Linked DNA regions of Mus musculus: all the other regions are linked to region 5. Evidence: chromatin contacts called from public Hi-C, HiChIP or PLAC-seq and promoter capture Hi-C data. All regions are on one chromosome and are shown on one strand. Each heading gives the region's core, a stretch centred on a gene start, on an enhancer-like site or on the middle of the called end of the contact. The rest is flanking DNA. Distances are from core to core; before and after follow the strand shown.

Region 1 (2,700 bases), core at 81-2,580, 350 kb before region 5:
CTTTAGGGGGCATGGTATGTGTTTACCCGCCCACACTGACTTGAGCCAAGTTAGTAAGGACACCCTCCTCCTGTGGGCCCCAAATCCTGAAGGCCCGGGAGATCTTTTTTGCCCTTTGTTTTCACTAAAAGTGAGAGTTGATCTTGGGATCCTGCCCATGCTAGGGAGTCCACGGGACATAACCTTACACATAGGTACTAAATTGACACTTTTGTAGTGTCTTGACGGGCGTGGAGACTCTGGAAAACCAGGGAAGGAAAAGTCAGGAAGAATGCACAACTTTGCCTCCCCAAAGGCCACATGGCTGCAACCTAAGGAAGAGTTAACTTTCAGGCCATTGGAGACAGCGTCCTGCCCGCAGGGGCAGCCCAGCCAATGACACTTAGTGTCGATGACGTCATGCACCTCCTGCGCCTTCTATTGGGGACTGGACAGCGAATCCTGCTGGAGGTTCAGGCAACGGAGCTGCAGAGCCCGTCCGTGGCAGAGGAAGGAGGAGGAGGAGGGCCAAGGACAAGAGAGCAGCAAATCGACCCAGAGTGGCTCCTGCCTCCTCCCTCTGCTCCCTGCTCCTCCAACAGAAGGTCCTCCTGGGGACTGCCCCACACTCACATCACAGAAGCAAAGCCACACAGCATTGGTTCAGAAAAGAGGAGCAAGGACTCCCTCTGCCACCTAACCTGCCCACTACACAAGGAGTGACTGGTGAGGGCTAGGGCTAGGGCTAGAACTCGGTATTTGAGTGCCTGTGCGCGCATGCGCACACAAACACAGGCGCACACACCAATAGTTTCCTTAGCACTACTTTCCCCACTCCTGACTCTCTTTCACCTGCCGGTAGATTGAAGGTCTGTGTCTGAGCCGCTGCCCACGACTGTCCCGTCCACTCTGCTGGGCTCTCTGGAAGGGAAGAGCAGGCAAGAGAACCTGTAGGCAGTGCTCAGCCCCTGCCCCACCCCTTTACCACAGTCCAGCAGCACAGCACTGGCTGCTCCAACCCACACCACTAGCTCCAAGAGGGACCCCTCCAGGGTGTCCTTTGAATTCCTTTCCAGACCAGCTTGTCTGTAACTCTCCCTGGTGGTCCCTCCCACCCACGACCCCAATCCACAGCCCCATCAGTTTCTCACGGTTCCACTCGGTTGGTAAATCTACGGCGCCACAGCATGGCCAAGCTGAACAGGAAGAGGGTGGTGCACATGGCTCAGCTGCCCCATCCCCACCGACGACCAACTCCGCTGAAGAAGGCCACAGGGCCGGGGAGCCACAATGGCCAGCCTACCTCTCCCAAGCCACCGCTGTGTTTCCTGAAGTTCCTGGGAAGGGATTAGGACGTTCAAGCTGATTAGTGGAGTGGGCAGACCTGACCTTGTGAAGAGAGATTAAACTCACCAGGCCCAAGATCTCCCCTCTAGTGGCAGAGTAAGTCAGCCTCCTTCAAGGCATGCCAGGTAACCCTGAGTGCCCCTCCAGAATGTTCTACCCAGAACATTCACTACTATCCGGGCTTTGGCATCAAGGCACGTAGTGCAATCGAGCTAAGTGAGCTACTTCCATACACTGTTAAATGTACCTGCAGAGCACTTGAGGACTTAGAAGCATCAAGGATAGCTTCAAAGAGGATCTGGGGCCTTGGCCCGGTGACAAAGACCTGTAAGCCACTGGGGAGGGGAGGAGCACCTCAAGTTCAAAGCCTGGCTGAGCTCCAGAGAGCTCTGAGGCCAGCCTGGGAAACCTAATGAGAGTGTCTCAAAGAGCTCTGAGGCGATAACTCTGTAGCAGAGTACTTGCCTGGGGTTCCAAGGCCCTAAGTTCAGTCTCCCATACGGGAGAGAAAGAGTGAGCTATCACAGGAGGTGTCTGAACGTGCAGGTGCCAGAGAAGGACGGGCCCTCAGCCAACTCTGCCGGGCTGCTGACATGAAAGCTTGCCAGTCTTCAGGGACCGAGGCTGCGAGGCAGGGGAGTTGCACTGTCGCAGCCAAGGCAGGAGAGAATGGCAGAGAGGAGAAGAGATGGATGATGGGACCAGGAGGACCAGAGAGTAGAGCGTGTGTGTGTGTGTGTGTGTGTGTGTGTGTGTGTGTGTGTGAGTGTGTGTGTGTGTGTGCTCGAGCACGTGTGTGCGTGTGTGTGAGAGTATGTGCATGTGTGTGAGAGTGTGTGCGTGCACATGTGTGTGTGCGTGTGTGTGTGCGTGTGTGTGTGTGTGTGTGTGTGTGTGTGTGTGCATGCGTGCGCGTGCACCAGGCCTCCCCTGCACCTTCTGAGCTTTCCTAATTACACTCCCTTTGCAGTAAAAGGCAGAGTCGAGGTGTGCACACAGACAGAACTATAAATTCTATCTTATATAACAATCTTATGTAATTTAGATACAAATTATAAGCTTATCAATTATATACTAGACTACTGTACCAATATAATCCTATGTTATGGAGATACAACAGTCAGAGGAGAAGTTGAGAATCGATAGAAATACTCTTTGCACATCCCACCTGGACCTCCTGGGCAACTAGCTGCCTTGGGCAGTAGGGCTTGAGTCAGCAACACAGGGCTGAGACAAGGGCTGAGTGATGCTGGGACCTAAACCCACCTGGGCCATCACCTCTCCAGGACCTTCAGTTTTCCTTCCTAAACAAGGTGGGAGGTAATGTCTCCTGGCCAGGAGTAACATCAGACACCCCAACCCTGAGCTCCAGGG
Region 2 (2,700 bases), core at 140-2,639, 280 kb after region 5:
CAGACTCACATACAAATAAACAAATGTAGATGTTTTTCACAGTTCCACTAAGTTTACAAATTTTTGTGTGTGACCAGATAAGTGATGTTATTCTGATGTTAGACCTTCTTATCAAAAGCAATGGCAAGGTTGCAGAGTGAGAGAGAACTCCAGTAAGAAAGGACCAACTGATGACCACCATACTTGAAAGGCTAACCTGAGTTACAGTCAAGTTTGGATGACGTCAGCCAACACTAGTCATTTGAAGAAACCAATACATTTTCTATAACCAATGTTCCCCTGTCCCAACTCCCAAAAGTGTTGAACCAGAGCTGCTTCTGCCTGACTTTAGTTCGGATGCTGCCAGCTCCTGGCTGGACGCTGGAGTGTTGTTCAATCTCTCGGGTTCTGACATTTCCACAGGTTGGGATCTCCTAAACTGGCCCATCACTCAGGCACCCAGTAGGGACACTCCTGGCACACAGCAGGGAACGGAAACCAACAGGGCTTTACAAGAGGAACTACAGCATTGGCCTTTGTCTCACAGAACCTAGGCCTACTGTGACATGACAGCAAGGAAGGCAGGGACCTAAGCTTGTACACATGCAGTTTTTACATTGTGGCAATCTCATTTAGGCCAGTTACGATGAGGCTCCCTTGCCTGCCCGATGCTGAAGGGGTCTGCAACCATTAACACCCCGGATGTCGCTGACTCAAGCTAGACAGTACAGCCTGCACGGAGTGAGCCCATTTCTGCACGTTTGACTGTTTAAGGGAATTCAAGCATGGGTGATCCTCGTGGACAATCTAACAGGCCTTAAAGATACAAAAGGCCTCCGGTGCACAGAGTCTCCTCCCGAGACTTCAAGCAAACAGTCATTTCTAGACAGGTCTCGTGCTGGTTGGTACAGACTTCCACTTGTCATGTCGTGGACTTGTCGGGTTTTATGTCTGAGACCGTCAGGCCTCTGAGGCCTGGCCTGAGAAGTGTGGATTCGGGACCCGCGCTCCTGCCTTTCCGACTCGGAGGCTGGGACCGAGTTTCCCGCCCCACTGCCCGACCAGAGGTTGGTGACAGTTGAAGTAAGCTGGGACCGGTCCCAGCAGGTTGGAACCGGTCTGGGCCGAGCCGGAGGAAGGGGGGGGGGGACAGCCTCGCGCTCTCCCTGCGCGCGTGACTCACGCTGGCCGCTGACGTCAGGCGTGCGCGCGCGGCGGGGGGGGCTCTACGTACGTGTAGTGCTGCGGTTTCTCGGGCTGTGCCTGCAGCACCTGAGCGGTAGCGGCCGGGGGCGCCGAGGAAGCTGCCGAGCCGCCGGGCCCGGGGCCCTTCGACATGGTCCTGTCTTCCTGCCTCTTCGCCGCTCCCCTTTTATTATTCAGTCTGCGCGGTCCGCGCCGAAGACCCACAGCGCCTGCGCCGCGCCACGAGAACGTGAAGACCCCCCGCACAGCAGCAAAGGTTGCTGGGAGTTGTGGTCCTCCTTTCCGGTGAAATTTTACCGTTGGCACAGTGTCGCTGCTAAAGTGCAAGACCACAATACCCAGAGATCTTTGCGGACGGTGTCCCGGATGCTGAGGATCCGCAATGCCTTGTGGTAATTGTAGTCTAGTCACTCTTAACTATTACCTGAGCATTGTCAGTGTGGTCGGAGGTGAACTCTACCTTTAAACTGGATCCTCCGGAGAGCAAGGAACCAGTTAGGGAGGCCTGAAACAACTCCACGGAGAATGTTCCAAATGCAGTGCAGTAATTGCCTTGCCTCCCTACCAGTACAGTTGGCGCACCGTTTCTAAAGTCAGTCTAGAGCATTGCCTCGGAGCCAGCAAGCTAGTCAGCCAATATTTTCATAATATAGTAACCTGTAAATCACCAGAGAAAGTATGCAGGCTAGCAGACAGTTTGAAGAAGCTTTTTATTGTTGTTGCTTTGTTTTGTTTTTAAAAATTACAATACACCATATTGTTCCTGGGCATCATTAACATTTATCAACCCTGAAACCTGGAACCCCTCCACTTGGGCTCCTTCTGAACTCAGTGGTTGGCCCAAATACCTTGTTTCCAGTAGGTTAAGGTCCAAGGGAGAACCTAATCTCTATCTAGAGTAGTCTCTTAGGCACTTTGGTAAATTGTTGAGAAGTATAGTGATAGACTACATGAGAAGGGCCAGGGGCTGAGGAAAAAAAAATGTTCTAGTCCATTCTAGTTCCCTTTTCTGGAAAAAAACCTTTCTGTTCCGGGGAAATGCAAGGCAATTGCCTCACATTTAGGAATATGGTTTTATGAAATGACTTTCTACAGGCTGGATATAGGGGTACATCCTGAGGGAGGAAAGTCACAAGTTCCAGGCCAAGCTAGGCTATGTACTAAAACCCTATCTCAAAAACCAACACGGTGGCATGTATCTCGGTCCCAGCACTCAGGAAGCAACGGAAGGTGGATCTCTGAATTCAAAGCCTGGTGGCATCCGTTGGTAGTTCTAGGTCAGCCAGAGCTGTCAGTCTGTCTAAAAACCCGAACAAGAACAACCAAACAACAACAGGTTGGAGATGAGTAGGGGTAAAGGTGCTTGCTTCCCTAGGCTGCAAACCCAAGTGGGATCTCTGGGACTGATGTACAGGTGGTAGGAGAGAACCCACTCCACGAATAATAATAAAATAATAAAAATGTCCATCATAGATATGTAATACTTCCCATTTGACCTTGTTTTCTATGTTCAAT
Region 3 (2,700 bases), core at 65-2,564, 500 kb before region 5:
TCTCCCACGCCCATCTCACCTGACATCTGCTTGCTCCCTCCCAGCCCTGCACGCAGGCCCAGCCGGAGGGGCATCCCCTGACCACACCTCTGTGCCACATCTGATGCTGGGGGTTGCAGAGGCTGCTCAGGTTGGCTTCACCCTTCTGTCTCTGGCTTTTAGAAAAACGATAGCTACATGACAGATCTGGACCCAACGGGATTTGGGGAACGGCTCTAGAACTGTCCCCTGAAAAATAGCACCAGTGTATTTGCTAGCTCAGAGAACAAAGGTGCCTGCTGCCAACCCTGCTCAGGCCTGCCGCCCTGAGTCTGAGCCTCAGACTAGTTCGATAAAAGGGGAGAACCAAGTGGTATGGATTGTCCCCCAAGTTCCACATGCACACAAAACAAATACAAATGTAATTGATAATAATAATAATAATGAAACCGTTCATCTACATTACCATCAAACTAATGAACCACTCTCTCAAGCTGGCAGGCTGCCCGTCAGACCTGTCCCTACCAGCACAATGCCTCTTTCTGCTTCTAGGCTGATAAACAGGCAAGCAAGCACCTTGTTAGCAGGTAAATGGTGCACTCTCTCCCTCTCACTTTGAATCATTAGCTGGGCCACCGCAGCTGCGCCTAGGGCCCAGCTCTGCGGCAGCGCTCTGCTCTGTTCTCCTCAGGCTTGATCACACTCCTCAGGGAGCAGCACTGAGCAAGCTGGATGCCCCAAATGGGTTCTCCTACCATCCCAACTGAGACTTTCTGCCCCTGGATCTGCTCAGACAAAACTCCTGTCCAGAGCCTGGGAAGTGAGAAGGCAGTAACCGCTTAAATCTCTGCTGCTCTGCACGCTAACCTTTTTAAATTCCCTCTGGGTGGGCACGCACACTCCTCCCCTGCTCCCCACATTGGCTCTGACCCTGCCGCTCTCCGAAGCTTCCCTCAGTGTGCCTGGGCTCATTGGATGGCAGACTTTTGCTCTCCCAGGCCAAGAAGCCTGGCTGGCTTTGCTTTTTAGCAGGATATCCCACCTGCTGGTCCCAGAGAGAGAGAGGAACCCAGCTTGTACACTAAGCTTGTGCTGCCAGCCCGGGCCAGGCCCCTCACTGCTGTGCCTGACTGTCTGTAGGTCTGTTATCTTTTCACTCATGGAAATAGACAGGACCCAAGAAGAGGGTTTTGTATGACATGTTAGGGCAGTTAGAAAAGTGGGGACCCCCACCCCCAGCCTTACCTTAAGAGTTCAGGCTCTTCCTGCATAACGGCTGAAAGCATGCAATAACTCCAGCTTCCAGGAGAGGGCGCCAAAGGCACACAATCAGACCTCGGGCCTTCAGAGAGTCAGAGAGTTGGCCAGGCTTTTGGCCCTTCTGGGGAACCTGCAGGGTTAGGTTCAGAGCCCTCACAGCAGACGAAGACCCAGGCAGCAGGAAGCAAAAAAAAAAAAAAAAAAAAAAAAATTATCTAAGGCAATAGGAATTCCATCAGTGTGACCACACAGCCAAGGCTTAGCAAGCTCACTGAACATCGTCTCTGTTTCTCAGAAGCTGAAAGTGGCAGAGGGACAGCTGGCTTTGGCTGTGGGGGGGGACTAACAGAGCTGTGTCCCTGCAACATATGAGGAGCAAACTGCTGGTCTAAGAAAGCAGCAGAGCCTACCATGGCCTCTGCAATTCCAAACATCTTCCTTCTCGTCCCTGTGCCCACCCTCCTGTCCTGTGCTGCTTCTGAAATCGACTGAACAAAATACATGATCTCTCTCTCCCTGTTTCTCTTTACAGAACTGAAGAATAATGAAGGTGTCCTTAGCCTCTTCCTGAAAGCTTTCCTTCCTTTTGACATCCTAAAAGCTTGAGAGATTTAAAAAAAAAACAAAAACACCCCCCCCCCCCCGAGGAGCCAATGCAGGCTGGGGTGCGTCCCTGGGCTAGCAAGATCCTGGGCATGGCCTTGTCTCTGTCCTCCTCAGAGGAGGAAGCTTGCCAGCAGTATGGGCTCAGGCTTTGAGCTTTTCTTACCAGCCATGTTTGCTCCCCACAGCCTTTGTGCCCCCCCCCCACACCCTGTTCCCACAATCCCTCTGTGTTTTTGTTCTCACTGAAGCCAAACCACCAGATTTGAGAAGTAATAGACAAAGGAAGTGAAGTCCACTGGTACTCACGGGTGGTCACCCACACTCACACACACACACACACACACACACACACACACACTCACACACACACACACACACACACACACACACACACACACACTCACACACACTCACACACACACACACACTCACACACACACACTCACACACACACACTCACACACACACACACACACACACACACACACACACATGTGGGGCTGGGGCACTTTCCTCTCAGGCCGGAATGACTCATGTCAGGCATTAGCTTTAATAGGGCCTCCGTTTTGTGCTCCCACCCCCACCACAGGAGTCTCGGGTCCAACCCTCTCAATACTAAGAAGCCTTCCCAGTAGTGTTCTTACCGGCTCAGCCCAGTCTCCACTTCTGCGTGCAGAAGCAATGACAGTATTAGCCTCCAGGAGACTTCTGGGCCGTGCATTTTCTAAGTTTTTTTTTTTTCTAGATGGCTTAGAACCTCAGCAGATACTCACTCACCGTTCCCAGGTTAGGTTTTTTTAGAATTTTATATTTGATAGTATTTATACCAAATGACTTGGAAGTCATAGACTTGTT
Region 4 (2,700 bases), core at 148-2,647, 270 kb before region 5:
TCTGTGTTTGAAACCAGCCTGGTTTACAGTGTGAGTTTACATAGATAGGTGGATTTCTGAGAGTCCAGGCCAGTCAGGGCTGCATAGTAAGACTCTGCCTCTTTTTTCTTTTCTTTTCTTTTCTTTTCTTTTCTTTTCTTTTCTTTTCTTTTCTTTTCTTTTCTTCTTTTCTTTTCTTTCTTTCTTTCTTTCTTTCTTTCTTTCTTTCTTTCTTTCTTTCTTTCTTTCTCTCTTTCTCCCCCCCCCACCTTTTTTTGATTTTTCAAGACAGGGGTTTTCTAATATATATATATATATATATATATAAAATTTTAAATTTCAATTAATTTTATTTATTTATTTTGGTTTTATTTTGTAGCCCTGGCTGTCCTGAAACTCACTTTGTTTGGTTTTTTTAAAGGCATTTTTTATTAGATATTTTCTTCATTTACATTTCAAATGCTATCCCCAAAGCCCCCTATACCCTCCCCTGTCACTTTGGGTTTTGTTTTTGTTTTTGTTTTTTGTTTTTGTTTTTGAGACAGGGTTTTTCTGTTTAGTCCTGGCTGTCCTGGAACTCACTCTGTAGACCAGGCTGGCCTCGAACTCAGAAACCCGCCTGCCTCCCAAGTGCTGAGATTAAAGGTGTGTGCCACTGCCTTGCAAGACTCACTTTGTAAGTCATGGCTGGCCTCGAATTCACAGATATCCTCCTGCCTCTGCCTTCCAAGTGCTGGGATTAAAAGCATGTGTCATAACTAAACCGCATTTAAAAAATTTTTGTTTGGCTTTTTTATTCTTTTGTTTGTTTTTACTTTTCGAGACAGGGTTTCTCTGTGTAGCCCTGGCTGTCCTGGACTCACTCTGTAGACCAGGCTGGCCTAGAACTCAGAAGTCCATCTGCCTCTGCTTCCCCAGTGCTGGGATTAAAGGCGTGCGCCACCACTGCTTGGCTTGTTTGGCTTTTTCGAGGCAGGGTTTCTCTGTGTAACCTGGACTTGCTTTGAGACCAGGCTGGCCTAAAACAGAGATGGGCTTGCCTCTGCCTCCTGAGAGCTGGGGGTTAAAGGCGTGGCCACCACGTCAGACCCGGGCATAATTTTTTTTTAAGAAATTACAGTCAGTTTTGCGTGCAGTCCCCGCCCCTCAACTCCGGTAGACCAGTACCCTTCCTCAGGCCCCTAATCCATCTTCGTTCCTGCAGCCCTGCCACGCCCCGCGGCAGTCCTTCCACCCCCGCCCCAAGCATCTTCAGCGTCCCCTAGCGACCGGGCGGCGGCTCCTAGCAACAGCATCCCGGCGCCCTAACGACGGCGGCACGCAGGCCTACGTCAGCGCGCTCGGCCCCGCCCCCGCGCCGCCGGCCCCGCCTCCCCGCGCCTTAGGCTGCCGCCGCCGCTACCGCCGCCGCTGTCGCTGCTGCCGCCGCCCGAGACTCGCGCAGAGCAGTTATGGCGGATCCCGCAGCGCCCGCACCCGCCCAGGCCCAGGCCGCCGCCGCCCCGACCCCGGCCGCAGCCCCCGCCGCCGCCGCCCCGCCGCCCGCGCCCGCTACGGACTCGGCCTCAGGGCCGTCCTCCGACTCCGGCCCCGAAGCAGGCTCACAGCGCCTGCTGTTCTCCCACGACCTGGTGTCCGGCCGTTACCGCGGCTCGGTGCACTTCGGGCTGGTACGCCTCATCCACGGCGAGGACTCGGACTCGGAGGGCGACGATGACGGCCGCGGCAGCTCGGGCTGCTCCGAGGCCGGGGGCGCGGGCCACGAGGAGGGCCGGGCCAGCCCTCTGCGGCGCGGCTACGTGCGCGTCCAGTGGTACCCGGAGGGCGTCAAGCAGCATGTGAAGGAGACCAAGGTGAGGCGGGCCGGGGCGGTCGGCAGGGCTCGGGGAGGGGAACGCCGCCTCGTCGCCCGGTGCACCGTCATCACACCGGCCTGGGCGCGCACGCCGGCAGGGCTGCTCCGGGCGAGGGGAGGGGCCTTGCGAGCGATGCTCGGCTGTGGTGTTGGCCTCGGGGTGATGGACGCGCACGGATGCCCGTGGGGACCTCCTCGGGCGCTGAGGCGCGTTCGGCGTTACACTAGTGCGGCGTTTTTTGCTTACAACCCCCACCGCTAAAGGAGGTCCGTGCTGCATTGTGCTTTCCGAAGGGAAGGCCGTGCCGGGGAGGGCTTGGCTGTGGGTATTCCAAAACAAAGATAGAGGTGAAAACCCAAGAAGTTGAGCAGATGCTGACGGAATGCATGGTGGGGCAGCGGCCCCACGTCTTTTTTGTTGTAACCCCTCTGCATCCTTTGAATTGCCTCGGAGAACTTTATGAGGGAAATGATGAACCAGTCCAGGGCCATGATATTAATAGTACTGAGGGAGATGGTGGCAGCTGCGACTGGGTGTCTAGGACTTCTTGGGGTGGGGTGGCCTATGAAATCGTGGACAGAAGAGAGAGGGACCAATGGGAAAAGCTGCATCTTGTTTTTTCGTTCTTTTGGTTTTAACCTGGGGCTCTTAAGCAAATACCACATTCTCCCACTGTTCGGGAAAGAGGCTTGTGAATGGAGCAGTTCTACAAGAGCGGACTGACATCATAAACCTAAGCCAAGATTGGTTTGCAGGCTTGTTTTCCTGAGTGTGTGGTTTTGTATCTGTCTCTCACATATCTTTACCTCACAGCTCCTCCTGTCCTGCCCCTCCCCATCAGGAAACATTTCTAAGCATGAATCAG
Region 5 (2,700 bases), core at 44-2,543:
CTAGGCGTTGTCCGTTGCTGATTGGCTCAGATTGGATGAGTAAGGCGTGTGGCCTTTGAGGACTAGAGTTGACTGTTGGAGTCGGGGCAGGAGGAGAGAGAGACAGAAGCAGAACTGAGCAGGACAGGGAGGTTGAGCAGAGAGAACGCCAGGGACTCGTAGCAGGGAAGTCGCGTTGAGTCTGGAGGGTTAGCTGAGGGACTGCCCCAGCAAACAGGCAAACAGCCTTATACTATACAGATGTCTCTGTGTCTCTGTTATTAAACCCACGTGGGATCCCACAAGTTCTGAAGTATCCATTGTAAGCCACTCTGTGTGGAATCCAGTCTCCAGACTTGAACCGTTAAGATATGATCTGCAAAAACAAATTTGTCTCCTCAGTCAGCGCTTTTATCCTAAATTAGGGTTTAGCTAACTGGAAAGATGGCTCAGCAGTTAAGAGCTCTTTCTTACTCTTCCAGGAAGCCTGAGTTAGGGTTAGGGTTCCCAGAACCCACATGACAGACAGCTCACTACTGTAATGTCAGCTCCAGAGGGATCAGATAACCTTCTGGTCTTCCAGGGCACCTGGCATGCAAGTGACGGCACAGACATACATACCCATGGGCGAAACATCTATCTATACACCATGTTAAAATCCACAAATAAATCATGAGCTGGTGAAATAGCTCAGCAGGTTAAGGCATTTGCCACAAAACCTGGCACCCGAATTCAATCCCTCTGGGTCCTACACATGGGAGGGAGAGAACTGTAAACCCTATATACCACTCCGTGCCAGCCTCCACCTCCTGCCTTCCGCCACCGCCCTGCTTTTTCTTGGGTGAGCTGGGTTTGGCAGAGCACACCTTTCTTTAATCCAGCCCACGGTAGGCAGAAGTCAGCCTGGTCTACATAACCTATTCCAGAGCAGCCAAAACGATCTAAAAAAAATTCAGGTATAATGTTGGTTTGCTTGATTTTTGGTTTGGAGACCAAGTCTGACTCTGTAGCCTAGGCTAGCCTGGAATTTACTATGTGATCCAAACTGGCTTCGAACTCGTGAATGGCCTCCTGCTTCAGTCTCCCAGCAAGGGGCTGTCTTTCAAAGGAGCGAGCAAACCAGCCTCTGGCTACGAGGAAAGACCCACGTATGCCTCAGGTGAGCGGCTCTTCCAGCCACATTCAAGATGGCGTCGACCCGCAGCCCGCTCGCGAGCTCCGGCAGGAACACACTTCCGCCTGCCACTCCCAACATGGCGCCCCCGAAAGCGTCCGGGGGCGGGGCCGAGGGAGGAAGTGGGCGTGACAGGGACGGAAGCCGAGCAGGGTTTGGAGCTAAAACAGCGGGGAGTGGGGACAGCGCTGTCCGCTGCTATGATTCCCCCGCAGGAGGCTTCCGCCCGGCGGCGGGAGATCGAGGACAAACTGAAGCAGGTGACGCTGGGGAGAAAGTGAAGGAAAGGCGCTCAGGGGCATCGAACCGGGGTGGAAGGGGAGATAGGGTTAGGCGTAGGCCGTGGTGCTGGGTGCTGGGTGCTGGTGGTCGCCTTTCACCATCGGCTTGTGGTGATGTCCTCCTCTCTGCCCCTCGCAGGAGGAGGAGACGCTGTCGTTTATCCGAGACAGCCTGGAGAAGAGCGACCAGCTCACTAGGAACATGGTGAGTAGCCTTTCAGCTGGGAGGCTGCCGCCAGGCTCCTGAGCCCCAGAGGAGGGGCGTGTGATGGACGTGTCCTGCGCCTGTCCAGGGACTCCAGCGTGGGTAGTAAACAGTGGGCATATCTTGCAGCGATGGGTATCTCTGCACCCCAGTTTCCACCCCATCACCGAGGAAACCGCTGCCCTATACCTGTTACTGTCTGTCCTTCTGCAAACATTTCGTGATATCCTGTACATGGCCTGGTACTGGCCCCGTGTCATTGTCAAATTCAAGCGAGGCGAGGCAGCGAAGTCACAGGGGCTTTGGAAGCAAAACCATCTCAGAGAGTTAATGCGTCTTAGATCTACCCAATGTCCTACAGCTTACTATGTGGTTCCTGGTGGTAGGCCTTGAGTTATGGTTAATTTACCTGGTAAAGCAGACAATGTCAGCCTCCCAGTGTGTCCGTGGAGGAAGTCTATGCATGCTTCCCAGTGTCTGGTATACAGTAAGATGCTTTAAAAGTGCTTGCATTTGTATTTACACAGTAATAAAATACTTGTTGAATGAGATTTGCCCTTAGGGAAAGAGGTTGGCTGTTTGTTTGAGGTAACAGTAATATATTTGCAACTATTTTGGAGGAAGCTACTTTCTGTTCAGTCTAGGAAAACTTCAGAGAGAACAGAAATTGAGATTTGACTTTCAAGGGTAGAAAGGAATCTATCCTGAGGTGATTGAAAAAAAAAATTTATTATGTATAGTGTTCTGGTTGTATGTATGGCCATATGCCAGAAGAGGGCACTAGATCTCATTATAGATGGTTGTGGTTGAGCCGCTATGTGGTGCTGGGAATTGAACTCAGGACTTCCGAAGAGCAGCCAGTGTTCTTAACTGCTGAGCTGGCTCTCCAGCCTGATTATCTCTTTTTGCAAATAAGCAAATTTATTTTATGTGCATGAGTGTTTGCATGTGTGTATGTGTCCCACAAATGAGCAGTGCCTGCAGAGGTCAGAAGAGGCTGTCATATCCTGTGGAATTGGAGTTACAGGCAGTCAGTTGTAAGCTGGCAGATGTGCGTGCTG

What was found. Promoter capture Hi-C pulls out the DNA fragments that hold promoters and counts their contacts. Hi-C and Micro-C count contacts between places; a contact is called where the count stands out from the background. HiChIP or PLAC-seq counts read pairs in DNA pulled down with a chosen protein or histone mark.
Region 1: a contact with region 5 is called in an HNF4G HiChIP or PLAC-seq map of pancreatic cancer cells. The contact joins the promoter of Prcd here to the promoter of Exoc7 in region 5. A contact is called at or near these places in 1 of 15 datasets of contacts at CTCF or cohesin (embryonic stem cells), 2 of 115 datasets of contacts at active chromatin or transcription factors (large pre-B cells and pancreatic cancer cells) and 1 of 9 other capture datasets (pancreatic islet).
Region 2: a promoter capture Hi-C map of neural stem cells shows a contact between it and region 5. The contact joins the promoter of Unk here to the promoter of Exoc7 in region 5. A contact is called at or near these places in 6 of 39 promoter capture datasets (the HPC-7 cell line, cranial neural crest, erythroid cells and 3 more), 6 of 484 Hi-C or Micro-C datasets (CD4 T cells, liver, myocytes and 3 more), 6 of 115 datasets of contacts at active chromatin or transcription factors (the SCID.adh cell line, embryonic stem cells, large pre-B cells and 1 more) and 2 of 9 other capture datasets (embryonic stem cells and pancreatic islet).
Region 3: a contact with region 5 is called in a Hi-C map of cerebellum, with 1.6 times the contacts expected there. The contact joins the enhancer-like site here to the promoter of Exoc7 in region 5. A contact is called at or near these places in 3 of 39 promoter capture datasets (hippocampal neurons and liver), 1 of 15 datasets of contacts at CTCF or cohesin (large pre-B cells), 3 of 484 Hi-C or Micro-C datasets (the G1E-ER4 cell line, cerebellum and embryonic stem cells) and 1 of 115 datasets of contacts at active chromatin or transcription factors (differentiating embryonic stem cells).
Region 4: a FOXA1 HiChIP or PLAC-seq map of pancreatic cancer cells shows a contact between it and region 5. The contact joins the promoter of Ube2o here to the promoter of Exoc7 in region 5. A contact is called at or near these places in 2 of 39 promoter capture datasets (HPC-7-derived erythroid cells and cranial neural crest), 1 of 15 datasets of contacts at CTCF or cohesin (embryonic stem cells), 3 of 115 datasets of contacts at active chromatin or transcription factors (embryonic stem cells, microglia and pancreatic cancer cells) and 1 of 9 other capture datasets (liver).

The regions. Positions count from the first base shown.
Region 1 is chr11:116,655,738-116,658,437 of GRCm38.p6, reverse strand. Prcd (photoreceptor disc component) reads right to left here and starts at 1,330. Exons shown (of 5, transcript NM_001163318.1): 1 at 1,131-1,330; 2 at 832-900. The coding sequence starts at 1,201.
Region 2 is chr11:116,029,005-116,031,704 of GRCm38.p6, reverse strand. Unk (unkempt family zinc finger) reads right to left here and starts at 1,389. Exons shown (of 16, transcript NM_172569.4): 1 at 1,214-1,389. The coding sequence starts at 1,317.
Region 3 is chr11:116,807,040-116,809,739 of GRCm38.p6, reverse strand. The region is part of intron 3 of Mxra7 (matrix-remodelling associated 7); the gene reads left to right. Among named protein-coding and RNA genes, the nearest start is that of Mxra7, 20 kb to the left of the region's middle. Within about 2 kb of position 1,314, at least 94 of the 459 cell types and tissues checked have an H3K27ac peak or open chromatin away from gene starts, as enhancers often do. A contact at or near this core is called in the G1E-ER4 cell line and cerebellum, where this site is marked.
Region 4 is chr11:116,580,144-116,582,843 of GRCm38.p6, reverse strand. Ube2o (ubiquitin-conjugating enzyme E2O) reads left to right here and starts at 1,397. Exons shown (of 18, transcript NM_173755.3): 1 at 1,397-1,832. The coding sequence starts at 1,431.
Region 5 is chr11:116,305,327-116,308,026 of GRCm38.p6, reverse strand. Exoc7 (exocyst complex component 7) reads left to right here and starts at 1,293. Exons shown (of 20, transcript NM_016857.4): 1 at 1,293-1,413; 2 at 1,574-1,639. The coding sequence starts at 1,354. Gm26730 (a long non-coding RNA gene) reads right to left here and starts at 1,163. Exons shown (of 3, transcript XR_389166.1): 1 at 846-1,163; 2 at 1-355.